Linked DNA regions of Mus musculus: all the other regions are linked to region 1. The links are chromatin contacts, called in public Micro-C and promoter capture Hi-C maps. All regions are on one chromosome and are shown on one strand. Each heading gives the region's core, a stretch centred on a gene start, on an enhancer-like site or on the middle of the called end of the contact. The rest is flanking DNA. Distances are from core to core; before and after follow the strand shown. Region 1 holds the start of Zfpm1 (zinc finger protein, multitype 1). Region 2 holds the start of Nup133 (nucleoporin 133). Region 3 holds the start of Fanca (Fanconi anemia, complementation group A). Region 4 holds the start of Fendrr (Foxf1 adjacent non-coding developmental regulatory RNA). Region 5 holds the start of Foxl1 (forkhead box L1).

What was found. Promoter capture Hi-C pulls out the DNA fragments that hold promoters and counts their contacts. Hi-C and Micro-C count contacts between places; a contact is called where the count stands out from the background. Capture Hi-C pulls out chosen DNA fragments and counts their contacts.
Region 2: a promoter capture Hi-C map of liver shows a contact between it and region 1, with 4 times the contacts expected there. The contact joins the promoter of Nup133 here to the promoter of Zfpm1 in region 1. A contact is called at or near these places in 1 of 484 Hi-C or Micro-C datasets (CD8 T cells) and 1 of 9 other capture datasets (liver).
Region 3: a contact with region 1 is called in a promoter capture Hi-C map of pre-B cells, with 4 times the contacts expected there. The contact joins the promoter of Fanca here to the promoter of Zfpm1 in region 1. A contact is called at or near these places in 2 of 39 promoter capture datasets (cranial neural crest and pre-B cells) and 3 of 115 datasets of contacts at active chromatin or transcription factors (large pre-B cells, pancreatic cancer cells and pro-B cells).
Region 4: a contact with region 1 is called in a Micro-C map of embryonic stem cells, with 6 times the contacts expected there. The contact joins the promoter of Fendrr here to the promoter of Zfpm1 in region 1. A contact is called at or near these places in 1 of 484 Hi-C or Micro-C datasets (embryonic stem cells) and 1 of 115 datasets of contacts at active chromatin or transcription factors (embryonic stem cells).
Region 5: a contact with region 1 is called in a promoter capture Hi-C map of embryonic stem cells, with 2.4 times the contacts expected there. The contact joins the promoter of Foxl1 here to the promoter of Zfpm1 in region 1. A contact is called at or near these places in 1 of 39 promoter capture datasets (embryonic stem cells) and 1 of 484 Hi-C or Micro-C datasets (B cells).

What each region holds. Positions count from the first base shown.
Region 1 is chr8:122,280,828-122,283,527 of GRCm38.p6, reverse strand. It overlaps Zfpm1 (zinc finger protein, multitype 1), which reads right to left and starts at 1,387. Exons shown (of 10, transcript NM_009569.4): 1 at 1,006-1,387. The coding sequence starts at 1,045. All of the region lies in intron 1 of Gm39269 (a long non-coding RNA gene), which reads left to right. RefSeq lists an enhancer at 530-773.
Region 2 is chr8:123,947,896-123,950,650 of GRCm38.p6, reverse strand. It overlaps Nup133 (nucleoporin 133), which reads left to right and starts at 1,386. Exons shown (of 26, transcript NM_172288.2): 1 at 1,386-1,653. The coding sequence starts at 1,475.
Region 3 is chr8:123,317,128-123,319,862 of GRCm38.p6, reverse strand. It overlaps Fanca (Fanconi anemia, complementation group A), which reads left to right and starts at 1,287. Exons shown (of 43, transcript NM_016925.3): 1 at 1,287-1,388; 2 at 1,692-1,801. The coding sequence starts at 1,310.
Region 4 is chr8:121,081,734-121,084,433 of GRCm38.p6, reverse strand. Fendrr (Foxf1 adjacent non-coding developmental regulatory RNA) reads left to right here and starts at 1,324. Exons shown (of 6, transcript NR_045471.2): 1 at 1,324-1,460. It overlaps Foxf1 (forkhead box F1), which reads right to left and starts at 48. Exons shown (of 2, transcript NM_010426.2): 1 at 1-48. The coding sequence starts at 35.
Region 5 is chr8:121,126,346-121,129,045 of GRCm38.p6, reverse strand. Foxl1 (forkhead box L1) reads right to left here and starts at 1,361. Exons shown (of 1, transcript NM_008024.2): 1 at 1-1,361. The coding sequence starts at 1,084. The coding sequence ends at 74.

The DNA of each region.
Region 1 (2,700 bases), core at 138-2,637:
ATTATTGGTGTGGCGTGGGGAGGAGCTCTTCCTGTGTGCTTACTCGCTCCTAGAGCAGCCAAGAGGCCCCGCAACCTGGTAGCCCCAAGAGCCCAGGAGGGTCTTACTGTAGGGGGGCACGGATGATGTAGGATTATAGGGTCTGCCTTGCTCGGGAAAGTGCCCACGGGAGAACCTGCGAGAAACTTCACTCGGGAACAACGTTTGAGTGCCTGAGGTCCCTGGATGGTTCAGGATAACCCCTCGGATGGAGGTGGAGAGAGCGGTGCCCATGGGCATCCATTCGTGTAGCGTTGTTAGGGGCAGTTGGTGGGTCGGATCTCCACATGTCCCCCAGCAGGCAGAGGTCGGATCGAAAACTCCAGAGCCGGAGCGGATAAAGGGGGTTTGGTCAGCCAGTGCCAAATGCCTAGGTTGGAGCAGCCTCCACTACCTATTCCGCTGCCTTGTCGCTCTGCAGCCAAAGCGCTGCGGTGGGCGCCGGCCGGTCCCCGCAGTCCCAAGTCCCCCTTACTCCCAGGTCTTTCTCCTTCTGCCTCTAGATACAAAGCCTGGGAGAGTCAAGCACGCCAGATAAGATCACAATTTCAGCCCGTCCCGACAGAGCGATCTTATCAGGATGGGACTTGCAGAATGGAATATTTTAAACTTTATCTGAGCCCAGATCGGGGCCGCCCTATCGCCGCACCATCTCGGATGCGGGGGAGGTGCAGGCTGCGAGGTGGCCCGGCTCTGCTGGAGCCGCGCCCCCAGACACTCTCCTTCCGGCTCTCGGGACCCGCCACCCTCTCTGGGGCCCGGACCCCCTGGGTGCCCATGCTGAGACGCGGGGGCCCTGCCCGCCGGCAGAGATTAGATTACGGCGCGCTTGGCACTCGGCGCGGGGGGCGCGGCGCGGGGTGAAGGTCGCGGGCGCAGCGGGGTTGGGCGGCCGCGCAGGGGCGGCGCGGGGCGGCGGGGCGCCAGCGGGGGTCTGGCGGGCACCACGGGCAAAGTTTGACTCACGCTTGATCTGCCGGGGATTGCTCTGTTTCCTCCTGGACATGTCTCCGGCGCCGCGCGCCCTCGCGGCGGCCGCCTCTAGCCCCTGGCGGGCGGCGGCGGGCGGCAGGGGCGCGGCGGGGTAGCGGGGCGGCTCATGCCCCCGGCCCGCGGGCTCCACGGCTGCCTCGGCCCGCGCCCCCAGCCCGCCGCGCCGCGCGTGGGCCGCCGGCGCCGCCGCGGAGGCCCGAGGCCACGGCCCTGCGCTCGGGCGCGCGGACTGCCCGGCGGGCGGCGGGCTGGTGGCGGCTTCTCTGCTCCGGCGCAGACGCCGCCGCCGCCGCCGCTCAGCTTTTCTCAATGGAACCTGCGAGCCGCGAGCGGCGAACCGGCGGCCGCCGCCAGGGCGCTCCCCGCAGGCTGGCCAGGCGGGCGGGGCCTTCGCGTAGCTGGCGGCGGGCCCCGCCTCTCGCCACGCCCCGGACCGTCCTCCGCGGTAGCGCCTTCCCACCCGTGCTGACCCCGCCCTCAGGCCGTCCTTCCCACTGGCCCCGCCCCAAACTAGCGCTCGTCTTTTCTCTGCTTGCACCGACTTCCGCGTACTCACCCAGCCTGGGCCGGGCCTTCTGTCCTCGCGCTGGCTCCACCCCTCATCTGTGCTCCTCGCGCTGACCCCGCCCTTCAGCCGATTCTTCCCACATTGGTCCCGCCCTTCGGCCGTCCCTCCTCGCGTTGACCCCGCCCCTCAGCCGTCCTCCTCACATTGACCCCCGCTCCTCAGCCGTCCTCCTTTCGTCGACCCTGTCCCTCAGCAACCTTATTACCCTGATCCCGCCTATCAGTTGTCCTCCCCACGTTGTCCCTGCCCCTGCCCCGCCCTCACAGTGACCCTGCTCCTCAGCTACACTCTCTTGTTGACTCCCTTTGCTCGTCCTCCTCACAAGAGCACAGCCTCAGCTGTCCTCAAACTGATCCCGCCCCTTTACTAGTCCTTCCCACGGGCTCCGCCCCTGTATTCCTTGCCACCCTGCTGGCCACGCCCACAACCCGCCCTTCCAGGTGCTGGCTCCGCCCACGTCTCCTCCTTCTTTGCCTTCGCCACGCCTCCGTAGGCCCGCCTTCTCCCTGGCCCCGCCTCTGCTCCGTAGTCCTTCGCACAGGCCTGGTCCTTCCCCGCCCCCAACACAGGCCTTGCCCACGTCTGTCCAATCCTCAGCTTTGTCCTCACCTCCTCCGGGCTGGCCCCTGGGCTGGCCCCAGGTCGCGCCGGCCTTGTCCCGAATTCCCACCCTCGTTTCTAGATAGACCTCTAGCCTTCTTAGTTAGTTGTAGTTTCCTGAGGTTATGTCCGCAGGCCTATTTAGGACTTGGAGACCTGTTCTGCCCCTTGGAGACCTGTGCAGCAGCCCCGCGGCACAGGCCCCTAGCTTGTCTGGCCCTGCCCCTCCGCTCTGGAGCTCCGCCCCCATGGCTTAAGTTGTGCTGCCCCTTGAAGCTGTGCCTTTCAGGGAGCCAGCAGTGGGGTCTGGATGCCCGAGGCCTGGACACTAAATTTTTGCTGGACTTTGAAAGTTGACAGAGACTCTGATCCAGAAGGAAGCTTCAGTATGAGATTTGCAGCTTCCGATGACTGTGGGTAGCCTCAAGTGGTTCAGTCTTATGCCTAATTGGAGGGGAGGGGAGGGAACCTCAGGTTTTTCCTTCTTGAACTCAGACCTG
Region 2 (2,755 bases), core at 137-2,636, 1.7 Mb before region 1:
ATTACGCATGCGCACGTTTCTCCTGGACTGTGGACTGGAAAGCTGCTTTCTCTCATCCTTAGGGCAGAGATGACTCCTCCCTTCCATGTTCTCTCTCCCCCTACCCCCTCCCACTGTATTTACTTCTGATATGCCTAACAACCTTGTGTCCATAATGGTCTCTCAGGTAATTGGGTTTGTTTGTTGGCATTTGAGACAGTGTCTCATGTAGCCCAGGGTGGCTTTGAACAACTTCTGGTCCTACAGAGATTATAGGTGTGTGCAGCCACACCTGGCTCAAGTAGCTACTTCTAAATGCTTTTCTTTTTTTTTCCGAGTTCAATTCCCAGCACCCATGCTAGGTGGCGCACAACCCCCCTGTAACTAACTTCAGAGTCCAATGCCCTCCTTCTGGCTTTCTGAGCTCTTAAAAGATCAAAACTGCCCCAAGGAACTCGATGCCTCTATCAGCAGGAAGTAGTCTACGGATATCGAAGCCCCCTTTTCCTCTAGCCTTCTTTCTCCTACCTAGTGTTGGGGGGTTGAGAGGGAGACAAGTGGTAGAAATAGGAACCCATAAAGTGGTCAAAAGTCTGGCTACAATGTTGTCTAAGTGGGACACAATGAAAAAACCGAAAAGGAAAGGCCACCCGAAGTAACAAGGGACCTCACAAGTTCAGCAAGGGTCCCTGGGCAGTTATCAGCCCTGAATATTTACAAACTCTAGTACAGCCTCGGGCTAATCTCAGTTCACTGTTTAGTAATGTGGGGAGCAGAATGGAAAAGACACCCCCATACACACACTACGGTCTTCCGAAACAGCCGCAGAGGACTAACAGAACTGTGTGCACGCCTGCTATCGGCTTCTACTAGGGTCTGGAACTTCAGGGGCAGCGATGAGAGTGAACATGCCCGGGGACTGGGGGCACTGTCATTTCCGAATCTCCGGCAGTAGGACAGACCCATCAAAATGCAAGCTGTGCCTGGAAAGCAAAAAGCTGCAACCCGCTGCAGAGCCCAGACAATCGAACGAAGAACAAGCCTGAACCGATCTGAATTAGGTTGGGAAAAACTGTGAGCACACCACCGCCGCCCAGAGCGCGACTTCCTCAGCTCCGCCCACGGGCGCCTCCTTCCCCAGCCCACGCTCGCCGCGGAGGGTCAGCTCCAGCCGGAGACCGGCGCTTCTGGCAAGCTCTCGGTCCGGAGCACTGGATCCACCGCGGTGAATCGGGTCGCAGGACTCCAAATCGCCTGCCCCGCCCCTCCCCGGTACTGGATGTGACGTCAACAAAGCGCTCCCAGTTCCGACCTTGCCCCGAGTCTCGGCGCCGATCTTTGACGTCATTGCCATGCGCCTTCCCCTCCCTACTCGCTGAGCGCCCCCTTACGTCATCTCTAGGCGCCTTCCCGCCCCTCAGGTGTTCAAGCTCCGGGCGCGCGAGGTTCTCGCTATTAGCCCGCGAGTGCCGCTTCCTCCACGCTCTCTGCAAACATGTTTCCGAGCGTCTCCTCTCCGCGAACCCCAGGGCCGGGGACCCGACGCGGTCCGCTAGTCGGGATCGGGCCCACGTCCACGCCTAGAGCGAGCAGGAGGGGTCTGTCTCTGGGATCTGCGGTTAACTCGCCCGTGCTGTTCTCGCCCGCAGGCCGGCGCAGCTCGGTGAGCTCACGGTAAGTGGGGGTTCGGGGACCAGCGGGGTCCGCTCCACAGCGGGGAGGTGGAGCCTGGCAGTGGGGTAAGCTGCCGCAGAGTTCGAAAGTACTTCTGGTCATTCTCGCGTTTTATTGTCGCTGCTTAATGGTGGCCCTCGTTTTGCCCGTTCTCTGTTTAACTCTTTATTGGACCCATGGATTCACTCTGTCTCCGCGCTACAGAAAAGAATGAAAGAACCTTTTGAGCACTACGCTTGCAAGGTAGGAACATACTTCAGATTATTGTAAAGATTAAAAAGTCATTTCTTTATTATGTTGACACAGGTCAGTGTCGGGCTGCTGTTTGTTTAAAGTTGTGGTTTGACTCTGTGGCGTTTGACACGAGTAACATTTGGTCTGGTGTAGTCTTTTTGTGATATAGTGTAGGAATGCAGCCTGGAACTCAGTCCTGTCCACTTTGGGACAGCCCATGCTACGTACCCTAGGCTGACTTTGCTCAATCCACTTTTAAGATTCTTCTATTTCAAGCATGCAGTAGCTTGTCTGGCTACCATCATTTTGTTTAACACTTCCAGCTTTAAGTCAGGATCTCAGCATCTCAGGATTCAGTACACCTATCTGAGTCATGGTAAGAGCCTACAAACCTGGCAAAAATGTTTTCTCAGTGCCTAGCAAATGCTTATTACTACATACTGATTGGCAGTTAAAGGACTTGGGCCACAAAATGTGATGGTTGTGACTAGGTTACATAAAAGCACTTTGTGTGTGTGTGTGTGTGTGTGTGTGTGTGTGAGAGAGAGAGAGAGAGAGCGTGCTTCACTAAAGATGCTGGTGTGCTGCCAAGTCCACATGTATAGTAGAATTGTTACCCTCCTCAATGTAATTAACACGAAAATTCAGAATTGGGTTACCTTTTTCTAGAAGAATTTCTTCTGTTCATCTTTCAAAAGTGAATTTCTGGGATGGAAAGATGGCTCTGGGGATAAGAGCACTTGCTTTTCGATATCTATCTATCTATCATACAATCATATATATATATATACACATATATACACACACACACATATATGTATATATGATGGGTTAAAAAGATAGTAAGATGCATATATGTTCTGATACA
Region 3 (2,735 bases), core at 38-2,537, 1.0 Mb before region 1:
ATTTCGTTATGGATGATTGTGAGCCACCATGTGGTTGGTGGGATTTGAACTCATGACCTTCGGAAGAGCAGTCGGTGCTCTTAACCACTGAGCCAGCCTTGAGCCACATCTTCTAATAGGCAGAGCAGCTCTCTGATGCTCCTCTCTGAGGGCACTTCTGATGCTAGAGGCAACGTGGGGCTGCCAGACACATTTGATCCTGAACTGGGACGAGTCCTGGCCATAGTGATGAAATTTTGTAGAAATACATTAAAAAAAAATTGGTTCTCTTCAGTTTTATATCTTTAAGTGTTCTCTTTGATGGGTAAAGTGACTTTTTGGCTCCCAGTGTGACCGTAGCACCTCCAGGTCATGGAGGCAGATAAGCCTGATTCCTGGGAAACTTCGGTCAATCTTTGTCTGCTCTGCTCTGGCTCTGATAATGGCTCCTCCAGCTGCTGACTGATTCCAGGCTGGGTGAATTTTAATCACAACCTGGCTACTATGGCCGGTTCAAGCCTGTCTCTAGTGTCCTGTCTTCCACTAGTGTCTGCGTGTGCACACACCTGGGGTAATGCTGAAAATCAAGGACAGTGGCTGCAGTGCACATAATGCCCTCCTTCAGTTTGCTTGTTTGTTTGTTAGAGTCGGGGTTTCTCTGTGTAGCCCTGGCTGTCCTGGAACTCGCTCGGTAGATCAGGCTGGCCTCCAACTCACCGAGATCCACCTGCCTCTGCCTTCGGAATGCTGAGATTACAGCACCGCCCCGCACGTAAGGTGGATTTAAAAAAGGAAGAAACAAGAATGACAGCGTTTTTGTGGCTGTTTTTCCTTCCTAAGTACTTTGAGCGCTTAGCGGGGAGTGATAGCAACTCTAATTTCAACCCTTGAAAGTCACACCCCAGCACCAGAACTCCTTTGGTCAATTTTCCCTCAGAGTCAAATAAGCACAGCAGAGTACTCGGATCGATCCTGTGTAGTTTTGAACAAAGCAGGTAAAAGTGCTTTTTTTTTTTACCGAAAACCTGGGTCCAGTTTGTCACGTGATCTCCCCAGGCCAAGCTCTGGGCCATTAGCAATTCTGCGCCACTTTCCCTCTAAGTTGTCAGGCGCAGGTGTATTGCACCAAGGCTGCCACCATACTGCCTTCTCTGCCACCCGAACGCAGCCAGACTCCGGGACAAGTACTACAACCAAGAGGAAGAGGGCCACAGAGCAAGGGTCCGCCCTCGGGGGTGTGGTCAAGCATGCTCCTAGCCAATGAGCGCCAGCGCCTGGCCGCGGCCAATCGGAAGGCAGCGCGGGCTGCAGAGCCGGTGTTCCAGACGCTATGCCGGGCTCGCCGGCTAGGGGTGCTGCCATGGGTGGTGGGCCCCGGGGCCTCCGAAAAACTTGGACCGAGCTGCTGGGTAGGTCTTGCCATTTCTGCCTTCTGACCCCCAACCAGCGCCAGTGCGGTCCCTCCATTCTTCGGGGTCCGGGTTCAGATCCCAGCGTGGCTCAGCCCTGCCCGCGAGTCAGCCGTCCTGGGCCGCGCTGGTCCTCTTAGGGCCATGGGCCCCAGGCTTCCTGGTCCTGCCGCTTGCTGCAAGCGCTAGGTGACTGTCCAGACTTGGACAGCTTCTCTCTGGACCTCCGCGCAGCGTGTCACCCTGTGTACGTTGCACTATAATTTTCTGAGCAATTTTTTTTTCTTTTTAAAATATCTTTAGCGGGCAGAGTCAAAAAGCAAAAATATGATCCTGAAAGGGAACAGAAATTAAAGGATTCTGCTCTGAAACTCCTGAGATACCATCAAAATATGCATGACCTTTTGCTAGAGGTAAGAGGAAGTTGTCCTGGCTGAGCAGGTTGGATGTTCGGAGCCAAGCCAGATCATAATCTTTTTAATGTCCTTCTAAGCCTGAGTACTTGGCGAGTAACTGGTGCCGGCAAACCAGGTGGGAGGAGAGCTGAGTGTATTTTATATTTTATGTCTTTGGAGATGAAAGTAGTTGGGTAGTACATTTAATAATTCATGAAAGGCTTTAATAAATTCCTTCTGGGAAAAGTACTCGAGGGGCTGGAGGGTTGATTCCTGTACAATCTGGTTTTTGTTTGTTTGTTTGTTTTTCTCTGTGTAATCCTGGCTGTCCTGGAACTCACTCTGTAGACCAGGCTGGCCTCGAACTCAGAGATCCGCCTGCCTCTCTCTCCCAAGTGCTGGGATTAAAGGCGTGCACCACCACACCCAGCAAGATGGAGTACAAGTTGTAAGCTGAAAGAAGCATCCCGAGTTGCTTTTGGTCATGGTGTTTTTATTACAGCAATAGAAATTCTGGGGGCTGGAGAGATGGCTCAGCGGTGTTCCAGAGAAACACCCAGGGGAAGAGAGCAGTGTTTGTAACCTGTGTGGGTGTGGGGTGGAGGAATTCACTGCTGACAAAGGGATGCTTTTTGTCCCAGAAGCCGACTTTACCGTTTGTTGACATGCGCTGCACCCAAATTGGATGGACAGCCCTCTCTTGGAGACACTTTGACTGAAACATTCACTGCAGACACTGGAATTGTTCTAAATATTAAGATAAACATTGTTTCTTTGCAGCAAACACAGACTGTGACAGAAAACGCATATATAGAAACATGAGGGTGATTGAAATCTTTCATAATCCACCAAAGAGAACCAATTAGGCCTTTGCTGCTCTAATTCCATGTTGTCATTTTGAAACACAGTTCAGAATGGCATACAGACAATTTAATTCTCACTTTTAAATATG
Region 4 (2,700 bases), core at 75-2,574, 1.2 Mb after region 1:
CCGTGCGGCGGCTGCTGCTTGTCGGGCGCGGACATCGGGTGGCTGCTGCCGCCGCCGCTGCCGCCGCTGCTCTGCGCTGCCGAGCCGGGAGGAGGAGGAGGAGCAGGAGGGGAGGGAGGGGAGGGGGCTGCGCGGGGCGGCTGCACCTCTGCCGTCACTGCGGCTCCCGAGCGCGCCTCCCCCGCAAGCCCGCCCTCCCCAGGCGCGCTATTCTCCTCCTCCTCCCTGCGGGAGGCCACGCGCATCAGGGGGCCCGGCACCGCCCCCCCCGCCTACTCCCCCCCCCCGCCGGTGCACGCCTTTGCGCCCCCGCAGCCTGCAGTGTCCGATCCCCCGTAGCTATTCAGTGGGCTCAAGCCCCCCAGGTCCCTCCCCACGCGTCCCCAGCCCCCCTCCACCCCCGCTCCCCGGACTGCGAAGCCTGCCCCGCCTCTGCCGACCTGGACCCGGTGTGCCGGTCCCCGCCTCCTAGGCCCGGATGACCGGGCTGGACACGCGCCCGGGACTCCGGTCTTCCCGGCGCGCTGGGCTGCGGCGGTGGCGGAGGCCTTGGGTCGTGACCAGCGCGGGCAGAGAGAGCGATTGGGTTCCCGGCCCCCGGGGCAGGACGGCGTAAGTTCCCGAGAGGGACCGCCTCCCCTCACTCCCCGCCCTGGGAAGCGCTGCGCCGGCGCCCGGCGCTCCTCGGACTCGCCCAACCGCGCTGCAGCCACTGCCCCAGCCGAGCGCGGGCGGGCGGAAAACGAAACCGCAGGCGGCTTAGCGGGCGCTTTGTCTCCAAGCGCTGCAAGCGGGACCCGGAGAGTGGCTTCAGGTCGTGCAGTGCCACGAACCGCACAGGTTCCCTAGCAGGCGGCTTCGTGCACTCATTCATGAAAGCGCGCACACGCGTGCATTAACACGCGCCCGGAGCGCACACACAACGATGCCCCCAAGCGAATCCTCTAATCACCAACTTAGACGCGCAGGCTTGCACCAGTGCGCTCCCCACTCACGTTCCCCAGGGTCCCCCGGGAAGCTGCCACTCTCAGATCTGAATTCACAGAGCAAAGTCTCCTCGGAGCCCCCTCCCCCCACGCTTAACTCTGAAATCCGCTTAGTTGGCCCCGCGGCCCCGTGTCCCCTTTTACAAGCGCAGGTTCTGATTTCCTGAGAGATGGCAAAGTCCGGGGCAGGAAGTTTACAAGGCTCAACGTAAACACGTTCCGGGGGATCCTTTAATAATAAGAGTAGAGAAGCCCGCGGGCGCGGGGGGAGTTGGCCTGATGCCCCTATGGGCTCGGCCTGCCGCCGCCGCGGGGCCTCCGACGCTGCGCGCCAGGCCGGGTTCCGGAAAGCGGGTGGCGCAGGCGGGGAGCGCGTCAGGGAGCGGCCCTGGCTGCGGGGTCGCGGCCTTGGAGAGATGATGCGGGGCGCAGGACGATTCACGATCCCAGGTGGACTTGCGCGCTCGAAACCAGGTGAGTGTGGGCCTTCCGCAGCCCAGACACGCGCGCGCGCGCGCGGGAAGCCCTAGTGGCAGGGCGGGTGACGAAGGGGACCTTTACAGGAGTTGGTGCGAGGGACCTTGGAGCTAGGCGGCTGCGCCCTGGCGCGAGTTGCAAGAAGAGATGTCTGCGGGTCTCCTTCAAAGCCCGCTGGCCTCAAGTTTCTTTGGATTCTCGGTTCCCCATCTTCTCCCCACCCCCACGCCTTCAGCTTTGGTGGTAGGCGCCTTGTCGTCTTCGAGGCGCCTGGCACATCTGTGCGAGGGTCTGGGGGCTTACTGACTTAGGTTGTTGCTCTGTAGCTGCCTCCTTTGGCAGAACCGGGTTCGCAGGAGGCGAGAGTCGCCATCCCGTTCCTTTCTCCAGGACAGACTTTAGAACTCTGTGGTCCAACTAAATTAAAAGGGAGGAAGAAGGGAGGTGGACGCTTATGTGTGGTTATGTGTTCGTGCACATAGACGCTCTAGCAAGCCGGCTTCTGCGCCACACAGTCGGCCTAGACAGCACCCCTCAGCACCATCCACAGACTGGCGTCTGCCTTCTCACGGGACTTAAGTACAGTTAAGGGGCCCCACCCTGGAAGGGCGCACCACATGTAGCCTGCACGCTGCTGGACTGTGCCTTCGCCCACACAGAGCCACAGGATCACAAGAATGGGCCTTGTAGGCCAGAGCGCACCCTTCCACCCCAGGCCACACATTCCCACACCCCCAAGTTTTCTTCTCCCCCCCTTTCTCCTTTCTTTTCCTCTCCATTATTTTCTTTTTATTTACGGTTTGTTTTTTTTTTTTTTCCTCTTACACTGGCAATTGCAGACCTGAGGACTCTGGGCTGTACCTCAGGGAGGGAAGTTCTCAGAAGGGCGCTACATAGCTGGCCTTTAGCGAGAAGTGAGCTGAGGAAGGCGCCCATTTTCCGAGCCGGCACAGGCTGTATTTTGCATGCTGCCCCAGTCCAGCCTTGCCTCTGACCTCAGATCAAGGGTGCCTCCAAATCGAGGGGACGTGAAGCTCTTTTCCAGTTAAAGGATGTGTGCCCATAGGTGACCTCCAGATCTGCCCCCCTTCCCGAACTCCCACAGACCGCTGTCAGAGGCTCTTTAGGGTATTTTGTAGAGAAATTTCCTTTTCAGGGGAGGAAACTGAAGTTTCATTTGCCCTTCAGTCTTCAGGCCTACCTCCTAAGGCTGCCTGTGAGGGGGAGGGTCAGGGGA
Region 5 (2,700 bases), core at 112-2,611, 1.2 Mb after region 1:
CTCCTTCGCCCACAGGCATTGGCTCACTGGAGGTGGGGGGATCGCGAGGCAGGGAAGCAGCCGCTAATCCGCCTTAGTGGAAACGAAGCACTGTGGCCTCGGGAACCTGCAGAGGAAAATAAGAAAGGAAGGGAATCCCCAGCTGGGAAAAGCCGCCCTGGACGTGCGCGTCGAAGACCAGCGAAGCGTTGAAGGGAGGCGCTAGGCCGGAGGAGGCAGCCAGCAGAGAGGAGCCCAGCGCGCCAGGCACGGGCTTAGGGATCCCCGGTGCTTCGGCCCCTGAGGCTGGCGTCGGTCTCACGGCCAAGATGCTGTCGATGCTGAAACTCTTTGACTTGGAACCTTTTGGGGAGCCGCTGGGGGCGGGGCACAGAGGGGACCCCAGGTGGTGTGCCGGACGCTGGAGCTGGCCGCTTGCCACTGCCCCTGCGCCCTGGACTGTGAGGTCCGCGTCGGGGTCCCGGGGCTCAGGGCCGGGCCAGGGAAGGAGCGCGGGCCGCGCGGTGCCTACTGCCGGGGATTGGGAGCGATCCGGCGCGCGCGTCGGGAGTGCAGTGGCCAGGTCCGGGGACCCTACATCGCAGCCCACCTCGGACTCCGGCGGCTCGACCCGGGTGCGCTTGGCCTCCGGGGAACCCGCGGCGGGCTTGGGCTTCCTCTTCCTGCGCCGATAATTGCCGTTCTCAAACATGTCCAAGCAGCGGGGGTCCAGGGTCCAGTAGCTGCCCTTGCCCGGCCGCCCCTTCTCACGTGGCACCTTCACGAAGCACTCGTTGAGCGACAGGTTGTGGCGGATGCTGTTCTGCCAGCCTTGGCGGTTGTCGTGGTAGAACGGGAAGCGATCCATGATGAACTGGTAGATGCCGTTCAGTGTGACCCTCTGCTCGGGAGCATCCTGGATCGCCATGGCTATAAGAGCGATGTAGCTGTAGGGCGGCTTCTGCGGGGGCTCGACGCGGCCCGGGCCGGCCAGTGCAGCCGCAGGGGCGAAGGCCAGGGGCAGCCCAGGCCTCTCGGGGCTGTACACGTACAACAGCGGCGAGGCTGCCAGAGCGGCCAGCGGGGGACTGAAGAGGTGGCTCATGGCGACAGCAGCCTCTCCGCTCCACCGGGGAGTCCTAAGGACTTTGCCCCGCACCAGGGCCCTCCTGGGGAGCCCTCTGTGCGACTGCCCTGCGATCAGCCGCTCTCCCCAGCCGCTGCGCGCTTTGTCCCTTCTTCATGGCTTTAAAAATGTTAAATAATTGTTGTAAGTTTGCTATTATGTGTTGACTTAGCGCTGGAAAATAAATTGTCTATGATAAACAGTCCTTGTGTTCTCAGCCCACCCACATTAATTAAAATTTCATTGCTGAAAATCTCCCAGCTCTTCCCTCCACGTGTCTTTTTGATACCAACCAATCGGTTTCGGGGCTAGTCTTCATTTGTTTATAGAATTAGTCTGTTGATAAGTCCGCCCACCCAAGTTGAATCAAGCTGTGTTTATTTGGAAAAATTTCCGGGCACCCAATATATAAACGCACTGATCTGATGTTTGAAATACCACGTCCACCCCTTGACGCTGTAAGCACACAGTCAGCGAGGCAGGATGTGGAGGGACGGGTGGCTCTCCCCAAGCTGGGTCTGGTAGGCCAGAAAGGAGGAATGGAGATGGGGGTGGGGAAGCCAAGGGGTACATTGTAATCTGGTCTTGGGGATCCTCCCACAAAAGAGCTTTGATTTCCCCAAGCTTAGGGCATTGTAGAGATAGCACCGTTGTCTGCACTTTGGGAACTCGGAAGACAGTAGACACACACACACACACACACACACACACACACACACACACCTTACAGAGATGAGCACTCTCTAGGGGACTACTGTCGAAGAGGCCCCACCTAACGGGGTTCCAGGAGACTCAAATGACTGGATCTCAGTAGCCAACGTTTTTGGAGGTGGAAAGCAGACAGCTCTGGAAAGCTGTGGATGGGCAGAGTATCTGGTCCCCTACCTTGGCTGGCCAGAGGAAGAATACAAAACAACTCCCCTTGGAAAGTGTGGGGGGGCGGGGGGGGGACAACAAGGTCCTTGGGTCTGGCTAAGGTTCCTAGCCAGGCACACCATAAAGGGGGAGGGTGGCAGCTGGCGGGGAGCTGGTGTTCGTGAATGTAGGTCCTTAGCTCCATACGCTGTACTTTCCTGTTTATAACAAGGAGGGGGTTACAACAGCTTTACAAGTGTGTGCAGCTGCTTGGTGATTACATTAAGCATTTGTAAAGCCTGCATGCTGGTCCCCCCCACACACACACCCACCCACCCAGGGGTGTAAGCATCCCCCACCCGTCTCGTTTTACATTTAACCATGTCAAACTTTGAATCCAAACTCCTGGATGCTGCTCATTCTAAAAGGGGCATCTCTCCAAGTGGCTCCCCTCCATCCGGGTACGGTACGGATGCAGGTTAGCCTTGAGGAGGCAGTCTCTGTTCATGATGTCTGCACGCAATTATTCTTTGAAAGCAAGTGGAAACTGTGTCAAGATCTGGGTTAGTAGCCCCCCACCCCTTCCTTCTCTGCCAAAGAAGAAGCATTTGGTGGTGTTATTTGGTGGTGTCATAGGTAAAGAAAAAACTTCTGCCACCCACTGGAAGGGGAAGACACACTGAGGCTTGCACCAGTGGCTGGTACTCATATGGCCTCTGAACGTGGAGAAGTGGAGTATT